Linked DNA regions of Mus musculus: region 1 is linked to region 2. The links are chromatin contacts, called in public Hi-C maps. All regions are on one chromosome and are shown on one strand. The core of a region is the stretch at or near the end of the contact, and the rest is flanking DNA. Distances in the headings are between cores, read along the strand shown.

Evidence for each region. A called contact is a pair of places that touch in the nucleus more often than the background predicts.
Region 1: a Hi-C map of germinal center B cells shows a contact between it and region 2, with 4 times the contacts expected there. The contact joins two enhancer-like sites. A contact is called at or near these places in 1 of 15 datasets of contacts at CTCF or cohesin (the NIH/3T3 cell line), 17 of 484 Hi-C or Micro-C datasets (CD4 T cells, the G1E-ER4 cell line, Kupffer cells and 10 more) and 2 of 115 datasets of contacts at active chromatin or transcription factors (embryonic stem cells and hepatocytes).

Annotation. Positions count from the first base shown.
Region 1 is chr3:67,553,628-67,559,479 of GRCm38.p6, reverse strand. No RefSeq gene overlaps it. Among named protein-coding and RNA genes, the nearest start is that of Gm35299, 3.1 kb to the right of the region's middle. Within about 2 kb of position 2,024, at least 109 of the 459 cell types and tissues checked have an H3K27ac peak or open chromatin away from gene starts, as enhancers often do. A contact at or near this core is called in germinal center B cells, where this site is marked.
Region 2 is chr3:67,493,957-67,499,693 of GRCm38.p6, reverse strand. Rarres1 (retinoic acid receptor responder (tazarotene induced) 1) reads left to right here. Exons shown (of 6, transcript NM_001164763.1): 2 at 3,883-3,948. Among named protein-coding and RNA genes, the nearest start is that of Gm40067, 18 kb to the left of the region's middle. Within about 2 kb of position 1,478, at least 31 of the 459 cell types and tissues checked have an H3K27ac peak or open chromatin away from gene starts, as enhancers often do. A contact at or near this core is called in germinal center B cells, where this site is marked.

The sequences.
Region 1 (5,852 bases), core at 775-3,274, 59 kb before region 2:
TGGGTCTCGTGGTTGGCAGCCATCTTGCAATGATGAGAATTGAAGATGTTGGATAAATTAGATACATTGAGAATGGCAGAGCTGACAGGTGATAAAACCTGGATCATAAACATTGTTGCTGAATACTTCCTGCTTAGAGAAACTCTGGGTGTGGACTCTTGGAATGTAGCATTACGTAAACCACTTTAAGTTGGATTTCCTCTTAAGAGTAGTTGAAAACATCATAGCTAGTATATCAACAAAGAAGTGAGTGGGGCCGAACAAGTCTGGGATGCACAGGGGACGAGGGCTGAATCCCCAGCACTGAAGAAAACAGATGTGGGAAGACGTAATCATTTTACACCTGATCTTAGCCAAAAGGCAGAGAAGCGATGACGTAATTATTTTTTAAAGATTCATTTCTAGCTTCAAGTACATGTGCATGTGTATGTGTGTGCATGTGCATGTGTATGTGTGCACACACACACGGAGGGGTGCCAGTGGACAAGGGTGTCGGAGCCTGGGAATTTGAGCCGTCTGACAAGGGTACTGGAAACCAAACTCCTCTGCAAGCACAGTATACATCCCTAACCACCGAGCCACCCTTCGGGCCTGAGGAACTATATTTTAATTAAGGAAAAAGTTACTTATATTGTGCTTATGCTCACCAACTCTTGAAATAACCTGGTGAATTTAAACTTATTAGGGAACTTTCCTTTCAAAGGATTGACTGGGAATTGAAAGAAAGTGCCATGGTCTTTGAAACTCAAACGGAGACACAGGATGTAGCTCGCAGGAGTGTGGAGAGCCAAAGTGATCATTCTGAGAAACCAAAGGGCGAGAGAGTCGGCCTCAGAATACCTGGAAGTGGTGTTCCAGAGGCAATGGGCAGGCTGGGAGCCACGGAATGAGAATGGAAACCTAGTACTGTAAACTCGGTCAGAAGTCGATGGCTTGGGAGGTCATAGGCCTAGAGCAGAGGCTGCAGCTGTCGCTTTTCTAAACCGCCATGCTGTCGAGTAGCCTTATAAATATCTGTGTCTATAAACTCGGGCTGTTCTCAACTGTGGTCAGAGAAGCCTCTTCTCGCTACAGCAGTGGTCAGTGTGAGATGCCAAACTGGCCAGGGTGCCAAGAGCAAGTGACTAGGTGACTGGATGCTCAACTCTCAGCGGGGCATCTCTCTCAACCCTGTGTCCCCGCCAACACCACCAGGGCTCGAGGAATGTTCATGAAGAGGAAAGACAGTAAGGGCTGGACAACGAGGAGGGCTGTTTGTGGAACGCAAACTTCTGGACCTGGCTGGCTGTCACACGCATAACTCACTCCAGCTCTGCTGACCTATACACGATCAAGCCGGCCAAAATTCCAGCGTGCGTGGGGTAGAGGATCTCCAAAATCCATCCCTCATTAAAGAGCTATTAGCAGTTGATAGTTGTGGGGAGGGGCAAACCTTTTTATGTTTATGTTTATTTTTATTGTGTGTCCACTAGTAGATCTCTCGCGCTTCAGAGGGTGGCCTTACTCCCACATCCATGTAGGCAACACTAATTGGACTTGTGTTTAAAGAAAGGAAAAAGAGGACATGAAGTTGAGAGGCGGTCATATAGGGAAGAAAGTGGGGGGAGGGGGAGGAAATAGTGACGGCTATGGTATTTCCTTGTATAAATGCATGAAATTCTCAAGAATAAAAAAGAAGCTCCCCCCCCCTTTTTTTCCTTAGAATAAACATTTTGCTACTTACCACTCAGGCACCCTCACCAGACAGAACAGTGAAGACCCCAGGATTGAGTGAAAAGGTTCATAAATATGGATAGGATTTTTATAAATACTGCTTTCCTTCCAGCAAGACCATCACTCAGTTCCACGGTGTCACTGGCAATTTGTGCCTTAACAGCTGCTGACTCTGGAGGCTCTTTTAGCACGCCAGTCATGTACGCTGCGAGCCTGCGCCCGCTCCCTAACGCACACTACCCTCTGCGCTTTACCCTGCAGCACACCCCTTCTCCGGGGACAGGAAATGACTCGTTACACTCACCGGGCTTTCACCTTCCATGACAAGTTCTGGCCTTCCCCTGGCACCACAGTCTGTACAGCCTAATTGGTAGCCCAAGAAGAAATCACCCCTGGGTGAGATTTCTTCATTTGCAATTCATTTGCAATTTCACTTCCTCATTATGGCCAAGGAGGCTTGGTGAGGCTGAGGGACGCTGGCATGTAGCGGGATGTTAGCTTACAGTCAGTCACGTGCTAGTTGTGAAATGTATATCTGCTTATTCTTCTTTTCTTAAAACTCTATAAAGGGAGCAAAGTTCGTTGGGTAAGGAAAGGTGTCACTCTAAAACTAATGCAAAAAAAAAAATCCAGATATTTAAATTTTTTTCTATTGAGTTAAAGAGTCAACAAACAGCACTTTGTGAGTCTATAGTGTGTGTGTGTGTGTGTGTGTGTGTGTGTGTGTGTATGGGGGTGCAGTATGCATGTATGCATCATCTGTGTTCACATGCACATGAAGACTAGTTGTTCCTCATATGCTGTCCTCTTTTATTTTATTTTATTTATTGAAAATGAAGTTATTTTCATGCAATATACTCTGATTACAGTTCCCCTCCCACATCTCCCAGATCTCCCCACCCCCACCCGGCACTTCAAACTCAACACCTTGTTTCTTTCTCTCTTAAGAAAACAAAGAGGTGAATAAAAATAATGGACCAGAATAGAATAAAATTAACAAACAAAAGAAGAAAAAAATAAAGAACATGAAAAAATGCACACACCGACACACACAGCGAGACACCATAAAAATACAAATTCAGAAACCATAATATACGAGCAAAGACCAGTAAGGTTTTTAAAAAAAAGACTAATCAAAGCAATATGAGACAAAAATAAAAATCTATGAAACACCATTGAGTGCCTTTGGTTATAGCTGTTTACTGCAGGGCATGTGACCAGCCCTGACGTGTGGTTTGTATACGCAGTGAGTCTCCATTGGAGAAACTGATTTCCCTTTGGAGCAGTTGTTAATTGGAGACAGCATCTTGGATAGGGATGTGAGTCTACGTCTTCCTCTCAGTGCTGGGACCTGGCTTAGAGCTGTGCAGGCTCTGTGCACACTGCCAAAGTCTCTGTGAGTGCATACCTCTGTCAGACCTATGTGTCTAGACGGCCTTGTTTCCTTGGTGTCCTCCGTCCCCTCTGGCTCTTGCTCTTTCCACCTCTTCTTCCCTGAGCTCCAGGGGGGTGGGGGTGTCATGGAGACACGCCATTTAAGACTGAGTGTCCCAAGGCTTCTTACTCTTGCACATGGTCCAGTTGTATTTGTCTCCATCCACTATAGAAGGAAGCTTCCCTGGAGATGGCTGAGGGAGGCGTCGATCCATGCGTGCAGCTGAATGTTGTTAAGAGTCACTTTAGTGCTGTGTTCCCTTGGCAGAACAAAAGTATTTGTTTTTTCTCCTAAGTCCATGGCCTGTCCAGTCTCATACTCTTGGCCACCAGACAGTGTCAGCATAGGGTCCATCTCATGGAGTGGGCCTTAAATAGTGGTTGGTTTCTCCGTCAGCATCTGTGCCTCATTCCAGTTTAGCCTGAAGGTAGGTCACCATTGTAGGTGGCAGGGTGTGTAGCAGGGTTAGTGTTTACTGCTTTCCTCTAGTAGTGTGCAGAGTACTTCCCAGTACCGTGAACACTAGTCACTAGGAGTGAAGGATCTAGCTAAGCACCAGCTTCTCTGTATTCACTGAGGTATTTAGATATTGTCCTTAACATTAGAGCCTTAGCTGGGCGGTGGTGGCATGAGCCTTTAATCCCAGCACTTGGGAGGCAGAGGCAGTCGGATTTCTGAGTTCAAGGCCAGCCTGGTCTATAAAGTGAGTTCCAGGACAGCCAGGGATATACAGAGAAGCCCTGTCTCGAAAAAAAAAAAAAAAACAAAAACAAACAAAAAAAAAGCAAACAAACAAACAAACAACTTAACCTGATGTAACCCATTCCTAACACTGGAGGTTTCATTTGGTGGCGAGAGATGTCTAGTTGGGGTTTTGTCTCCCGTATTATTTGGCAACTCCATTTGTTTGGAGTAGAGATCCCGAAAACCACTCAGCAGGACCAAAGTTCACATTGAAAAAGTCTGTATTGAGCCAACCAGGGACTGCCTGGAGAGAAACACTTCTCCCAGAGCAGCCCCAAATGCATATTACAGGGAGATTTTTTGTTTTGGGTTTTTTTTTTTTAAGGCAAAGAACACCGAAAAATTACACCTTGGCTGGCATTTGCAGGGGGAAGCAAGCCAGCAGTTTAACAAGAGCCAAGAGCATGCAGTTAGCTGGGGTACTTCAACCCCAAGTTTCTAGAATAGGGTTGGGTACTTTTCCATGGGAATGTTCATGGTAGAGTGAGAAAGGGGAAGGGGTCAGTTTCGGTTTAAACCAAAGATGGTTCCAGCTGAGGCAAGATGGAGAAACCTTTGCCCCGTTACAGATTTGGATTTCGTTCATATATGTGTATATTTAAAGAAGTGTCGACCGTAGTAGGTTTCCATATAAGCCCTCAGAAACAGCTTCTAGTGTTGACTCTCCCTCCCAAACTTCCTCCCTTACCCCCGCCCCTTCTCCTCCATTTCCATTTAATACTACCATTCCAGTCTCCATTAGCCCCATTTTTCTCCAGCTCTACATTCTATTTCCTTTTCCTTGCGTAGTCCTTCCCTCCCACCTTGTTCCTTATTCTAATCTCTCTTGTATTCAGATAGTACCATGCCTTCAAAGAGTAAAAGCTAGCATCCACATATGAGAGAATGCATATCACATTTGGCTTTTTGGGTCTGGTTTGCCTCGGTCAGAATGATATTCTTCCTAGCTCCATCTATTTATCTGTAACTTTCATAATTCAACTTTTAACAGCTGGATAATATTCCATTGTGTAAATATACCACATGTTCCTGATTAATAATCATCTGTTGATGGATATCTAGGTTGTTTGTAAGTTCTGGCTATTATGAAAAGAACGGCAATAGACATGGTTGAGTAAGTGTCTCTGTAGTAGGACACTGAGTCCTTTGGCTATATGTTCAAGATACAACTTGATCTTGAGATAGATCCATTCTCAACTTCCCAAGGAACCACCACACTGATTTCCATCCTGGTTGTACAAGTTTGCAGTCCCACCTGCAATGGATGAGAGTTCTCCTTAACCCACATCCTCGACAGCCTGAACCGCCCTTGTTTATTTATTTTGTCTGAGTCATTCTGACTATCTACAAGCAAGCTAGACTGGCTTGCCAGTGAGCTTCAGAAATTGCCCTGTCTCCACCTCCCCAGCTCTGAATCACAAACACAACCCAACGCACTTGGCTTTTGAACTTTCCTCGTAATGTGATGAGCCAGGTACCTTGCAAAGCGTGTCTAAGATTAGAATGTGCCAATCTTGTGATCAGTGGCTTCACTAGTGTGTGGAGCAACCTAAGAGGAACAGTGAGCCTAGACATGTGATATCTTTTCTCTCTTGAATATCAGAAATGAAAGAGATTCAGCCATTGGATGACTTCTGCAGATCATATGGTTTAGCTTTGAAAGCTTCTGACTCCCAATCAGGTTCCACATCAGCCTGTATTACAGCATTAGTCCAGGATGCCCCACCTTTATGGCCAAAGACTGTCTTATATTAAATTATTTCTCCAAATACCTCAGGGAACAATAGGTCTCTCAAATGATTCACCCTTTCCCAGCGGCCAAAACTCCCCCCTTGTCTGAGTCCTGCAAGAAGTTCTGCCTCCCCTTTCTCCTTCTACCTCTCTGACTTCCTTTCAATGCCGTAGGCCTCTCCTAGGCAACATTTCTCAGATAAAGCACAGGTTCCACCTATGTTCCCAG
Region 2 (5,737 bases), core at 229-2,728:
TAGTCAGCTGCTTCCTCCACTGATTTTAGCCTGTCTGTCCTTCAGTCCCTTCAACCCTCCCTTCCCCTGTGTGAGATGACACACCCGCTCCCGTCCCCACCCCCAAAGTCAGCTTCTCCTCAGTCTTCAGAGTTGAACTCAAACGTCACCTCCAGACTTCTAGATTGGATCAGTCATCCTTTCACAGCTCATAAGTCAACTCTAATCAGATCGCCATGTCCACAGTGGCCTATAACTGAGTCCTTTCTGCTCTGGGCTGCCTGAGGGCAGACAGTGGTATTGTTTTTGCCTGCTTTCCCCTCACCTAGCCTAGGGTTGGAGTAAGGCAGACATGCTGTCACCCTAGAGTGGGTACTGCTGAATGAGAAGGCTGCCAATCAAGGAATGGAGTGAGAGTCAAAGCTCAGGCCCCACCCCAGATGAAGGCAACCACACCCCCCCCCCCCACTTGTGCTGACTCCTGGGCTTATCTCACACAGGCCAGCTAAGTAGCTTGTGACTTGGGGTAAGGAAGAGGGGAGAGGCTTTGGGGAGATTAGATAAGAGCGAGACTTGATACTTGATAAAGGATAACTAAAAGTACTAGAATCCTATTTTGGATCCAACGTAGAAGTGTTCAAGGGTATCTAGTTAAAATAAGCAAGTCAAATAGGAAAGAAGTAACACTCAGGGACGCTGACTCAGCTGGGAGCCTTGACGAACATGGTCCTGGTCCTCTACTTCCCCCTCCTACCCAAGAATAGTCAAGAAGGAAGCCCCTCCCCCAAAAAAGTGCAAATCAGCACTGTCTGGCAAATCAGCAGCCTTGATCTGTTACTGACGTGAAAGCTGACGTTCCTCTTGACTCTTCTCCATCTCATCCCTGGAGGGTCTCGTCTAGCTCTCTGCTAAGTCCTCCTGCACACCTCAGATGCTTCCGATCCAGCCTGGCTCCTTCCTCCTTCTCTTCTCCCTCAGTGCTCCCCTCCCCCCTGCCCCTCTCATCCGAAAATCTGAGGGCCGTTCTGACTCCCACAGAGAAGACAGCACAGCGTTATGACAGCCTAGGGAACATACCAGGTCCTCAGGGTCACATGTGGAGCCCAGAGCCAGAGCAGCCCTTAAAGGGCTAGAACCTGTGGCAAGGAAAGGTGCCTTCTTTGGACTCTGACCATCCCCTCTGATATACCAAATCCTACCCTTTGTTTCTGCATTTTTGTGGAGCTAATGATGACTCAGTGCAGGAGCTGGTAAGATGGCTTAGTGTGTATAAATGCTTGCACTGTTAATCCCACCAGGTGAGAATGAGACCACTACCACATTTTTTTTAAGCCAAAACAGGCTTTATTAAATACTGGCCAGGACCATGGAAAACAGACAGCTCCATACTTAGGATTCCCAGAGTATGGCACCAGTTTATATTAACCAGAGGGCTATAAAGGCAGAGCCCATGAGGCTATGTACTTCCTGGCTTCATTCAATCAGAAGCAAGCATATGCCCTGACATGCATCCTGCCTACATGCGACCAAGCATACATCCTGTGCAGCTGGTGCAACCAAGCTTGTTTACAGAAGCGAAAACCCACAGCTTGTTATCTTACATGAAGTACAGCCCCCCAGCATTCCAAGGAAGTTTTTTGTCATTGAGCAAGCAGTACTTACAGGTTAGAGGCCTTTTGTGTGTGTGTGTGTGTGTGTGTGTGTGTGTGTGTGTGTGTGTGTATGACAAAATTATTTAAGGTTAAAACATTAGCCATAACACCACCAAGTTTAATGAACTGAGTTTGGTCCCTGACACACCCACATGCTAGGAGAGAACCGTCTCTTGCAAGTTACCCCTCTGACCTCCTTCACACACACACACACACACACACACCAAAGAAATAATTTAGAAATTTTGAAAAGTTACTTCAGGTCTTGCCTGCTGCAGAAAATCTTCCTAAAATCAGGACTCACACTCAGGCTGCCTTTGGCCACATTGACTGTCCATGGCTTCCATAACGGAAGTAGGCTCTGGGACAGCTGGCTAGGATAGTCTGTCTCTTAGCTCCCATTGCCTGATGGAGGAATGGGTGGACAGAGAGACTTTTGTGCAGCTCTGGTAACATATTTGAAAGCTTACAAGGAACCCCAACAAGCACCATTCTCTTCCACAAACAGCCATGCATTTCCATATTTAAGTATTTTTTACATAAATGAATGCTGTTCACTGCTGTCTCTTATCCAGATATAATTGTAGGGATGGATGGCATCTGATCTATTTAAGATAAAATAACTATGTTTAGTCATTGTGTCTTTGGGCCAAACTTCAAATGAAATTAATGATAAAATTCCATTTAAACAGCATTATGTGAGATGACTTCAGCTCTGTGTAACACAAAATTCCCTTTTTTCTAAGATAATGTTTTTTAATGAATGATCATTTTGTTTTGTTTTTTAAAATGATGGCAAATAATATAAAAATTCTAGATAATTTAAATGTACTCAAAAAATATGTGCTAGAATTAGTTCAGAAGCTTAAAACATGCAAACATACATAGGGAGTTTGCCTGCCTGCTACAAGGGGAGGCCGTGTCAGTCAGCTTTTGGTTGCAACATGTGCTCACGACAATCTATTCATAAAGGGATAAAGCTTCACTTTTGACTCATGGTTTCAGAGTTTCAATCCATCGTGGCTCTGTCTCACGGTGTCTGAGGGGAGAAAGCACATCACAGGCCCACTTCATGGCCAGGAAGGAGAGGATAGAAAAGGGAGGAGACTAAGCAATGTCTCTAGCAACGGCATGTGTCAGTGGCCTCAAGACCTGTCATTGGACCCCACCTCTTAAAGTCCTACCTCTCCCAGTGGTGCCCTGAGGCGCTAAGCCTTAAAGCCTTTAGCACAGGATCTTTAGGGATCACTTAATATCAAGACTATGGCAAAGAGCATAAGATCTGAAAACCCCTCCAATTATTTCTGCCTGTAGGGCATCACTAGATCTAGACGTGGCGGCTGCCTGACTGTCCTTCATCCCCCTTCGTGGATACTGCATTGTTTCAGGCACCTCCCTTGATGCTCTTACTCGAAAATTCACTGCTCCCTTGTTGCCTATATTCTATTTGACCAAGCGTGACACAAGGAAGCCTTCATCTATGTTCCTGTTGCCTGTAGCCCGAGTGCCCAGATCGGGGCCTGGGGCACGTGCAGAGCACCCAGGGGAGGGAGGAACTGCCACCTGGCTGGTGCACATGCCCGTTTCTCATTTAACTACTGTCACAAAAGTCAGCTTCCATTCTGTGTTCACCACATCCTTTCCCCAGCTTCGTCTTTCTGAGTAGGTACCAAACCGTAAGCAAAATAGTCCGGTCAGTTCAAAGTCTCTGTTTTTCAAGACTCTCCAGTTTTACTGGGGCATATATATATATATATATATATATATATATGTATACAGCAACTCCACAGACAAACCACAGTGCCCAAGGACATAATGCTTTTAATATTTTTTAAAAGTTTATGTGTATGAATATGTATCTGCATGTATGTAAATGCATTATACCCATGTCTGGTGCCCTTGAAGTCCAGAAGAGGGCACTAATTCCCTTGGTACTGGAGTTACACACAGTTTTTAGCCACAATCTGGGTGCTAGGAATTGAACCTGGGTCTCCTGAAAGGGGAGAAAATGCTCTTAACCAATGAGTCATCTCTCCAGCCCCAAGACCATGCTTTGCTTTCCCTGTGCTCCTGATGTCCTAGAACTCACTACATAGAGTGGGCTGACCTCAAACTCAGAGGAATCTGCCTGCCTCTGCCTCACAAGTGTTAGGATTAAAGATGAGTGCCACCATAACCCAACAGGAATATTATGGATATGAAAATGCTTATATTTCTCCCACTGTGTTAAGATGAAGTTTTTGTATTTCAGGTCAACCCTCAAGAAGGCTGCGAAGTGGACTTGGTATTTAGCACAGAGCAATACAACCCCGAGCAGGTAAGCCGTCCCGATTAGCGATGCAGCCTATTAGCAAGGTCCATATGTCCTGTCTTGCCTTTAGAGGAAGAAGTGAGAATATGAACAAGTAAAGCCTGGAGATTTTCATTTTTCATCCTACTTGTTTGCAAGAATGAAAGAACAAAGCATAAGAGACTGAGTGCCCACCACAGCAGTGGGGTGGACTGGCAGGCGGCAAGTGAACTCACCCTTTACAGTGATAGGAAAATAGCTTTTTGAGCGTGCTGCAAAAAGGGCAGGGGGATGGGCAGTAACTAGAAAGTAGCCTGTAGGCAAGGCAGGATTGCTGGGGAGACTCCATTGAGTTTTACAATTATAGCAAATATTTTCTTAAATCAATATGCTCAGCTTTCATTTTTAAGTATTTTAATTTATTCTTTGAAAATTTCATACATATACAATGTATTTGAACTTCTCTACCTCCCAAGGACCTTCTCCAATTCCCCCTGACACCCACCAACCTACCTTCCTCCTCCAAGTACATTATTATTACTACTGTGATTATTAGGAGTAGCCCATTGAGGCTGATTAGTATTGTTCACATACAGATATATTGGGGGCCATACACTGGGGCATGGGCAACCTACCAGTGGCTGCATCACCAAGGAAAAGTGAGTCTCCCCTCCCCATTGGCTATCAACTGCCAATAGTTCCTCAGCTAGGAGTGGGGCCTCAACAGGCCACCACATCTGCCATGTCAGGGAAGACAGCTTTAAAAACTGGTTCTGTGTATGGGTGCTTTGACTGCATGTATGTCTGTGTACTGCATGTGTGCCTGATGCCCTTGGAGGCTAGAAGACACTGGATTCCCTAAAACTGGAGTTACAGACAGTTGTGAGCCAGAATGTGAGTGCTGGGAATCAACCTGGATCATCTGGAAGAACAGCCAGTGCTCCTCTTCTTCTCTTCTCTTCTCTTCTCTTCTCTTCTCTTCTCTTCTCTTCTCTTCTCTTCTCTTCTCTTCTCTTCTCTTCTCTTCTCTTCTCTTCTCTTCTCTTCTCTTTTCTTCTTCTTCTTCTTCTTCTTCTTCTTCTTCTTCTTCTTCTTCTTCTTCTTCTTCTTCTTCTTCTTCTTCTCCTCTCTCTCTCTCTCTCTCTCTCTCTCTCTCTCTCTTTCTCTCTCTCACACACACACACACACACACACACACACACACACATACACACAAAGACAGCCTTTCCGTCCTTTTCATCCCCACCTTTCTGGCTCCTCCATTCTTTCTGCACTCTTCTTTGATGTTCCCCAAGCCTTGGATGAGGGAGGTTGATGTAGATATCCCATTTGTTCATCTATGGCTGAGAACGCAGGCATTTATCCTCAGCATTTTGACCAGTCATGAGTCTGGGCATTGACTTCAACTCACTGCAAAAAGAAAGATCTCTGACCAAGGTTGAAAGTGACCTAAACCTATGGAAATAAACATAAATAGTTTCCGCAGTGTGACAATGTGACTATTTATCGAAACGGCACCCCTGGGACCTACGATTTCCCAAGATAAGGCTTACAGTACCAGACATGAAGTTACTCCCATGGGATAGACCTCACACTCTAGTAGAAACTGTCTAGATGGTTCCCTCAGCAACCATCATGACAATGGTGCTTTCCTGGCAGGCCATGTTGTAGCTTACAGGGTGCTGAATCTCTGATCACCTTTCCACCTCCAGCAGCCTGCAGAGCACCTTCCAGCTCTAGGAGAACCAGGCTGCAGGGAGCTTTTCCTGGTCAGTTTGAGACTGACTTCTTGGAGTTCTGCAAACATGGTTGGTGT